2 separate regions of the Cydia pomonella genome follow, and region 2 is linked to region 1. A link is a contact called in public Hi-C data. All regions are on one chromosome and are shown on one strand. Each heading gives the region's core, a stretch centred on a gene start, on an enhancer-like site or on the middle of the called end of the contact. The rest is flanking DNA. Distances are from core to core; before and after follow the strand shown. Region 1 holds the start of LOC133526313 (glyoxylate reductase/hydroxypyruvate reductase-like). Region 2 holds the start of LOC133526340 (zinc finger HIT domain-containing protein 1).

The links. Hi-C and Micro-C count contacts between places; a contact is called where the count stands out from the background.
Region 2: a Hi-C map of whole body shows a contact between it and region 1, with 8 times the contacts expected there. The contact joins the promoter of LOC133526340 here to the promoter of LOC133526313 in region 1. A contact is called at or near these places in 2 of 2 Hi-C or Micro-C datasets (both in whole body).

The regions. Positions count from the first base shown.
Region 1 is chr16:4,546,958-4,551,559 of ilCydPomo1, reverse strand. LOC133526313 (glyoxylate reductase/hydroxypyruvate reductase-like) reads left to right here and starts at 2,825. Exons shown (of 7, transcript XM_061862867.1): 1 at 2,825-3,960. The coding sequence starts at 3,872.
Region 2 is chr16:4,708,215-4,712,816 of ilCydPomo1, reverse strand. LOC133526340 (zinc finger HIT domain-containing protein 1) reads left to right here and starts at 2,040. Exons shown (of 2, transcript XM_061862904.1): 1 at 2,040-2,368; 2 at 2,604-2,806. The coding sequence starts at 2,040. The coding sequence ends at 2,739. LOC133526341 (general transcription factor IIH subunit 5) reads left to right here. Exons shown (of 2, transcript XM_061862905.1): 2 at 1,827-2,069. The coding sequence ends at 2,013. LOC133526338 (meiotic nuclear division protein 1 homolog) reads right to left here and starts at 1,812. Exons shown (of 5, transcript XM_061862903.1): 1 at 1,723-1,812; 2 at 920-1,056; 3 at 152-257. The coding sequence starts at 1,812.

The DNA of each region.
Region 1 (4,602 bases), core at 1,576-4,075:
TAACAACAAATACTAAAAAGTATGGAGCCCTCGGTGAGCGAGTCCGACTCGCACTTGTCCGGTTTTTTGGATTTCCGTTAATTTCAACCCCGTTCTCAGACTGTACCTTTGTTTGCCACCACCGCTATAAAAACTGTGCATGTGGCAGGAACGTGCAGACCCCCGCGCACAGACGGACGCACGTGCATTTGTTATTAGCTAATCTAACGGACATTAGCGATAAAACGACACATCTGCGTACCGCGGCAATTTGCAGCCACATGTCAACTATTAGCTATATATATATATATATATATATGTTAACGACACCAATCATGGAACATTTAAGAGAAAATTTGGAGTGTTTATGATATTTCACCGACACCTGTAAAATTTCTACCGCTTTACGCTTTAAAAGTTGAATGTCCAATTCGTCCTTTATGTTTTCTATGTATTTAATTAGAGCTACTGCAATTAGTTTCAATATTATTAACCAATTAAAACTGTGGTTTTCTTGCTCCAGTCATGGAATGTATGGCGCCATTCATTTTCAAAATAACAAATATCAATGAAAAATTAAACTTAAGCAGCTCTTTGGCTCTTGTTTAAGGAAAAATGTTGCCAGCGATTAAAACTGATGGTAAATACTTGTTTTACAGGATTTGTCTATACCATTCCATTACTGGTGCCTGTTCCATTATAGGGGTGTTTACTATAGTCCTCCAAATCGATTTCGATGAGGGGGACCTCAGCAATCAAGGGTTTTGCCTCTTATGAGCTCTTATGTGGCTGGCCGGGCCAAACTTGCTCTTAAACACCCTTTCACATTCACAGTACTGTTTACCGGCCGTGTTGCATGTATACACGTAGGAGCTTAGGTCTTGCCTTGCGTATTTGGCGTTTTACGTCTAATGTCGCGAGGCGGTTTTCCTCAAATGACTTAGTACCTAGATTCGAAGATGACCGCTTAGCAGCGAGCGAGCTTAGATATGTCTGCCTAAGTACCTAGTTGAGTAGGAATGTAATTATGTACCTAAGTTTCTTAGGTACGTCGTGGTACGTCCTTAGATTCATTTAGCATCAATAGTAAGGGATAAAACAACGCTTCAGGGTGCTTAGCCAACGTGCGTTAATGCTCCGTAGCGTAGCGTAGTCATCTCTCTCTATCACTCTTCCACACATTAGTGCGACAAACGATTGGCACGTTGACTACGCGGGCAGTTTTGTTACCAAAACGCTTATTATTTTCGTAGTCGAAACGCAGACCTGCCAATCCAGCCCTCGAAAATAGCCTCATACAACTCTGTCTACGTTACAAGGAAGCCAGGAAAAAGATCTCTAAACCAGGCTTCCAGGTACAGCTACATCAATAAGCCAGCTGTTTTAATCCTATAGTAAATGTGCCAAAAGTGGTAAATTATTTTAGTCCGGAACTAGGAGGACTACTTATTCGAATTTTGAAAATACTAACTTGTGATTGGATATTACTCGGCATGTACGCATGCAATAATCAGGAGGTGACCAAATCAAGGTGAGATATTAGATTTTATCTCTGTTTAGCCCGATGGTTGATGGTAGAGAATGTCATTAGGCATGACGTCCGCCATTTGTACATCATTTTTTGTATTTCGTGCAATAAAGTTTAAAGAAGTAAATATTCAAAGTTCCTTAACAGCCTTCCAAGTAATCGGCGCGAGATTGTTTCCATATTTATTAGTATATGAAACTATGCATCACAAATTGGTACATTAACAACTGGTAGCGACATCTTTTGAATCATTGTGTCAAATTATGACGTAGGAATAACTGCAACCGGACATGTATGTTTTGCTACTCGTCGGTAGAGGGCGCAATCATATGTATAAATATTTTGAATTGAAACATATTTTTTGTGTTTTTTTTTTTTGGTTAATTCATGGTTAATTTAAATAAATAAATTATGGTTTGGCCAGGAACTATCTCATTTCAAACACACATAGAGAGAATCATACTGTCTTTGTCTCACGCTAGTACTAGGACCTAAAAAAAGTTTCCTCTTATTTACTGACAAATTGGGTTTGCCATAGGTACTTTTTTCACCATTTGAATAATTTTCAGTAAAGCGTATTTAATTGTATTTGAGAGATCAGCTGGAATAATAGGGAATATTGCGCAAAACTCTGCGTTGGGGTCGCTACTAGCACATACATAAAAACTTTAACATATAGTAGCCCATTCAAATGCTACATTACGTCTTATATTTGATATGAGTCGGCTGGTTTTCTTAATAAGTAATTAGTGACAAAATGCTCATGTTAAATTCAATCTATTGACCTTTGGCCCTCCGGGTGATTGTCGAATAGACGGCGGCGTTCTTATTTAAGCATTTCGTCATTTTTGAATATAAAAACAAGTGCGAGTTCATTTTACTCGCGCACCGAGTTTTCCATACAAACTTTGAATTATCTCGTGTAAATAGGCGGATAAAGTCGAAACACTTTTGATCAAAAGTACCTCAAGTACATTTGCCTCAAAGCCTATATTAAGAATATGTGTGTACATCGCCATCTATCGGCAAATTGTCTAACTATTGTTCGATGTAATGCACCTACAAGTATGATGGTTTTTCGAGGATAATTCTTGCAGTAATAATATATACTAATCTATGGATAATTCTCTATCATGTGAACCGATTTCAAAAATTATTCTTTTATTTGAAAAAAGATGATTTTAATGTAATCTCATAGTTTCAAGTGTGTTACACACGTAAAGTTGTTTAAATTGCAAACTGAATTCGAAAATGCGTTTTGTTATCTAATAAAAAAAAGTTATCAAGATAGAGGTCCGATTATATTTTTCCTGTAAAATGTATAGTACTGTTAATATTATGTAAAAATTTCATAATTTTTCTTCGGTAAACTTCGGACATAAGGGGAGGGAATGGTACTTCTTCACATTTTCCTTCATAATTTTTTTCCCCTATGAAAAAAAAAGAAAAGTTGTAGAATGTACACTTTAAGTTCTTTCAAATGATACCCCACTCGACCTAGTCACTATACTTTGAAGTTTTGCCCCCTCTTCATATAGGGCATTTTCCATAGTTAATAAAAATATATATACTTTCAATGTTTCTGGGTTGACGTTGTTCATAATAACTATTCCAAAAAAACCGATAGCTTAAGTGGTTCTCGAGATATTTAGCGATGTTACAGACAGACAGACAGACGGACGGACGAACAGTCGCACCATAAGGGTTCCTTTTGTACCTTTTTGGTACGCAACCCTAAAAATCCCAGGCAACCCTTATTTCAAAAGATTTCAATGGGCTATTGTATGGGTATGTATGACCTTAATCACAACACAGAGCCTATCACGAACACTGAAATTCCAAAATGGCGGGCATCTTTCGCTGTCACTCTAATTACGCCTTTATTAGGCCCTCTGTAGCGGAACACGTGATCTGCCTCATTCATAACTATTTAAAATACCTCAATTGTGTTACGTATCAACACAAACAGCGGCGGTATCATGATCGCATTTTTATCACTTATCATGTCATCCGTCACTTTCGCACTTACATACTTGTTAGAACGTGACAGGCATGGTGACAGATGATAAAGAGCCGACCATCTTAGCCCCACAGATGTCTGCCAAGGCCACTATGTCACGACTATCTATCTCAGACGCTCGAACACCGTATCAGCGGTGCATACCTATTTAGCACCTTTTTCAAACAATAGTCTCAATTTTAATTTTATATTTCACAACTTTTACAATTTTGCGTCAGTATCTACATTTAAAGTAGATATAGATAAAGATACACTGATATAAATACGAGTAACACACACATACATAACCTAAAGAACACACTAGTATTCACACATTTTTAATTTATACTCATGCATGCATACGCATGAGTGTTTCTGAAAAGATGGCTCTGAGAAAAGTTTTAGTGGTTAATAAAACATTTCCCGCTGCTGGTTTGGAGTTATTGAAAAAGCAGTAAGTTATATTTTTTTATTATCTAGAGTAGGTTAGATTAGATATGTTTATGTTTCACATTTGTATTATACATGGCAGTACCGCCTTATTGAATTTACCTTCCTCCTATTAAGTTGTCTTTCGTTAATGTTACGTAATTAGTGTTGTCACATTCATTAACATTATTATAATTTCAAGAACAAAAACATTGATATACATATCTAAATAATTTATTAGATAGACACATACCTATTGTGATTTGTTAGTTTATGCCAGTCATGCGATCAAACGAATAATTATTTTACAGTACATATGGGGCTACTTTATAGCACTAGTGCGAGAAGTAGCATATTATGTTACTGTGTCGAACATTTAAAGGGCCATAATTATGTACTGTAAAACGTTGTACGATACATGTGCGAATAGGTAATTCGCAACTCGTGTCGATTTAAAACACTCCCTTCGGTCGTGTTTTAATTTATCGCCACTCGTTTCGAATTTCCTATTTTTCGCACTTGTATCGTAATGTACTATTTTAACACGAAAATTTAGGCATAGGTACGAGTACAGACAGCAAAATTTTTAGCGTAGCACTCCCGCATAATAACTATATCCTCCTCTAGAGTTGCAGGCGTACATAGGCTACGGATACTGCTTACCATC
Region 2 (4,602 bases), core at 791-3,290, 160 kb before region 1:
CTAACTAGTAATATTACACAAGTAATCTCAATTTTTTTTATTTCTATAGTTTTCTTATTATTATCTTTCCTGTGTCCAGTAAACCAGTGTGCGTTAGGTATTGACAGCCTCGTAATTCTGATATATGTATGTTGTACAAATAGGTACTTACAGATTCACTTGCTATGGCTTCTTCAGTCTTTTTCATTTTTTTTGCACATTCTGCAAGTTCAGTCTGCATTTCATTGAGTTTTCTTTTCTTAGCATTCTTTACTTTGCTGAAAACACAGATAATTAAATTACAAATACAAGGTAGACCTATTTAGTGCATAAAGAATTTACAGAAAGATTAATAACATTCATACTTGAATAAACTAAAATTTGTTTCGAACACAAAACACATACATACATATACTTTGTTTTATAAATGTTTGGGTCGGACCAAAGTAACTGTGCATGGTATTTGCTATGATGGCAATGTCATCATTTATTTCAAATGTCTATGAAATTATCACTTTCATAATGACACTGTTACACAAGTTAGCTCTAACACATTCAGTGCCAGCGTTACGAGCATAGCCGATAACATGCAAAACACCGTATAACTATTTCACAACCTGTGGCCTAGTTGGCCAACCCTGCCTATGAAGCCGATGGTCCTGGGTTCGAATCCCAGTAAGGGAATTTATTTTTGTGATGAACATAGATATTTGTTTCTGAGTCATGGGTGTTTTCTATATATATAAGTATGTATTCATCCATACAAGTTTGTATATCTTCGCCTATCCCTTTGCCTAGTTTGGGGCTAGGGTGATCTGTGTAAGATGTCCCCTAATTAATATTAATTTATATCATTTATAAAAAACAGTGACTACGAACATAGAAGAACCCGACTTTCGGATCACTGGCACTGAACACAATTTTTGACAAAGTTCTAAACCTGGGGAAGGACCAAAAGTAAATGGAAGTTCCTATCTTCTCTGAGTCCACCAAGTGATCATCAACCAAACTCTGCACCACCTCTTTCACTGACTGCATGGTGATGCCTTTCTCTTTTGGTGCTATTTTTTCCAGCTCCTGAAAATAGGAATTATCAAAATATTTAATTCATCATGATATTGATGAAAACTATTTTTTTTTTGTAATATTACCTTCTAAATATGTATGTTTAGAATTTACTTGTTGGTGGTATAGAATAGTATACAATGTAGATGTTGTTAGTGTAACTATCAAAATCGACATTTGTATAGTAAAAAAGACAGGAAGAAACAGAGGTGGTCACCGATGGGAAGGATTCATTCCCATTTGTCCCCGCTGGCCAAAGATGGGAATGGATCGTTCCCATTTGTTCCCGCCGGGGACAGATGGGGACTACACGGGTTTGTTTCTAAGTGGATTAACGTGGCATTGACATTCATAGTGACCGTTGTAATTCAATTCATTTTTTTATACTACATCGGTGGCAAACAAGCATGCGGCCCGCCTGATGGTAAGCAGTCTTCGTAGCCTATGTACGCCTGCAACTCCAGAGGAGTTACAACTGTTACAAGTGCGTTGCCGACCCTAACACTCCGCACCGTCGTTGAGCTCTGGCAACCTTACTCACCGACTGGAACACAACACTATGAGTAGGGACTAGTGTTATTTGGCTGCGCTTTTCAGTAAGGTGGAGGTACTTCCCCAGTTGGGCTCTGCTCTAGATCTGGAATGACATCCGCTCATTTTATTTAGTAAAAAAAATACCTTCAACTGAAAGAAGTCCTTGCTATTATGAAATATCTCCAACATCTTAATCCTCTTCTCTTCAGCACTAAGTCCTCTTTTCTTAGACATTTTACTTGTTCCAGTGACCCGGCTATGAAACAGTTCTTACTGCACCTGGACGAGACCCTGGCCCTCGGGAGAAAGTTTATCCTTCAAGACCTGGATGAGACACATCTGTTTATATCTGCAGACATTGTAGAAACCTTACAAGCAAGAGTTGATGATCTGATGGACCAATTGAGCATCCCAGTTCATGATAAAGGCATATAATTTTAATTTGTATCTCTAAATTCAATATGGCGGCAAGAGAGTCGGGTAGAGTAAAAGATGGAGTCAAAAGCAGGGTCCTCGATGATGCTGCAAGGAAGCGCAGAGCCAGAAAAGCAGTGGAAGCGCTTGAGCAAGACAACTTCCATGAGGACCCACATGCAGACCTGGTTATGTCAAAGAAAATACCCAAGTTTGCTGATTCTAATGAAAAACCTACCAGGAAAGGGAAGAAAGCGAGGAGTGCAGATTATTATAAGATGAGGTTTAGGAAATCTTTTGCTCAGTTGGTTGAGGAAGATGCTAACTTTAGACCTGAACCTCCTAACTATTTGTCTGCTCAAGCACCTCCATCTAAGTAAGTCCATAAATATAACTGTCATTTAATTAACTATATTACAAAACATCATTTTGTGCATTAAAAATGGGTTGTTTAATTTCCCATACATTGATATACTAAACTAGCGATAATTTTATATCAAAATGTTGATAATGGTATGAGCGCAACCACATTAAGGTTCTATTTTATAAAGTTTTAGATTTCGTGAAGACTTTTCCTATGTATGTATTGAATTAATGAATTTAATTTACAGATTCCCAGACCGCCACTTCTGTGCCGTGTGTGGTTTCCTATCGAATTATACGTGCATTCCATGCGGAGCACGATATTGCTCGGTCAGATGTCTGGGCACTCATTTAGATACACGGTGCCTAAAATGGACTGCATAATTTGATTGTACGTTTCTAGCTTCTAAGATTCCAATTGCTAATAAATAAGTTTGTAACAATAAATAAATGTCTATTACTTACACAATAAAATAACCAAATAGAAATCTAATTCTATAGTAGACTGAAAAGCAACAAGTAATGAGACACTCGACTCACGATACTTCCAGTTCCCGCCTTTTATTTTTTCTTAAAACTTTTTTTATTTGTAGCGTGTTTGACTAGACGCTAAGAATACCTAATTTTTCATTTTAGCGACATCTAGCGTTGGATAGAAGCCTCATGTCAAACTGATGTGATAAGATTTGATTATAGCGCCATCTATTTTATTATAGTGGACTCTTTTTTTATGTGTCTACTCACCGCTAGATGGCATTTTTACGTCAAAGTTTTACCATTTTTTGTCTCGCTTATTAATGATAATGAGAATTTTTTTTTTCATAAAACAACTGTAAAGTTAATGGTATTAATTAAAGTCATTATAATTTCTAGTTTTATTCCGCAATATACCGCTAACCCACCCTTCGATTCACCCTCTTTGTAAACATGATTGGCAGACAATTCAGTTGGGGTCGATTAGACACATTTGCTGCGATAATTTAACATTTGTGACAACAGCTGTCATTTTAATACCACCAACGATCGGCGAAAGAATTGTCTACATAATTGCTAGTATTGGTTTACCCCTGCCTAGCTATTAAAAGTTACCTACTACGAATGAAAATATAAGGTAACTACTTATAATTGATTCATACAAACCTACACAAATCGATGAGTATTAAATTGTAATTAATAATTATTACTAAAATAAATAACTGTCCTACGCTCTCTTAAACGAAATTCACAACCTAATTGGAAACGATTTGACTGACTGCAAGCATAATTATTTGACAGAACCGCAGAACAAAGTGTGGAGTATCACAATAAACGTCATAATAATCATCACAGTTTTTCGCCGTGACTCTACGAAAATTTTAAGTTCGTTAAAAAGCTTAAATTAAAAACAAAAGGTTTATGTACAGAGGTAAGTAAGTGGATTAACGACTCCCGTTTACTATAAAAAATAATAATCCGTAACTAATGACACAAGACAAAGCCGCATAGAATCTGCACAGCTGTCCTTCTGTTTTTTATGCGTTATCGCGCGATAAGGGATGTTTGCGGCGCGTGCGCGATATCGCGGATAACGCCGCTTTGTGTCGCTATCACCAGATGGCACTCTCACTTCCTAGTCGCGGAAAAAACGTGCCCCAATTTTATCCTCAGATGTACAATGTACAGTCAGTATCAAAACCTGCGTGTCAATCTAAAATATGTGTCAAAAATATGTACCTACTATTTTCTGAAAACATGACAGAGACATGTATGTCTCTTTAAACAGAACAATTAAGAGCAAAGGGGCCGCTTCTCCATACAAACGTAGCCCCCATTTTCCTCTCTGTATAATGACATGGAAATAATTAAAGCCTGACTTGTAATATATGATCACACGCCTTATTGCGGAATTTCATTGGACAAACTGAACTGTCACCCTATACATGAAAATAACAGCGCCCTCTTGACAATGATCATAATATTTCTGATAGGGCTTTAGGTGCGAAAAACAGATTTTCTACAAACTTTTAAATGTTGCTGACTTTTATAATAATTAAAAATTCGAAAAAATCGAACGTAGGGGTACATCTATCGTTTCAAAATACTTTCAATAATGTGCCAAAATACTTTCAATAATGTTAATACCCAGAGAGGAAAATGAGGACTACGTTTGTATGAAAAGGCGATTTCGCACGGGTCCTTCACTTTCGTCTTAAACTGTCGCAGATACTTTTAAACCGAACTGTCTGTCGAGATATATCTCTATTTGGA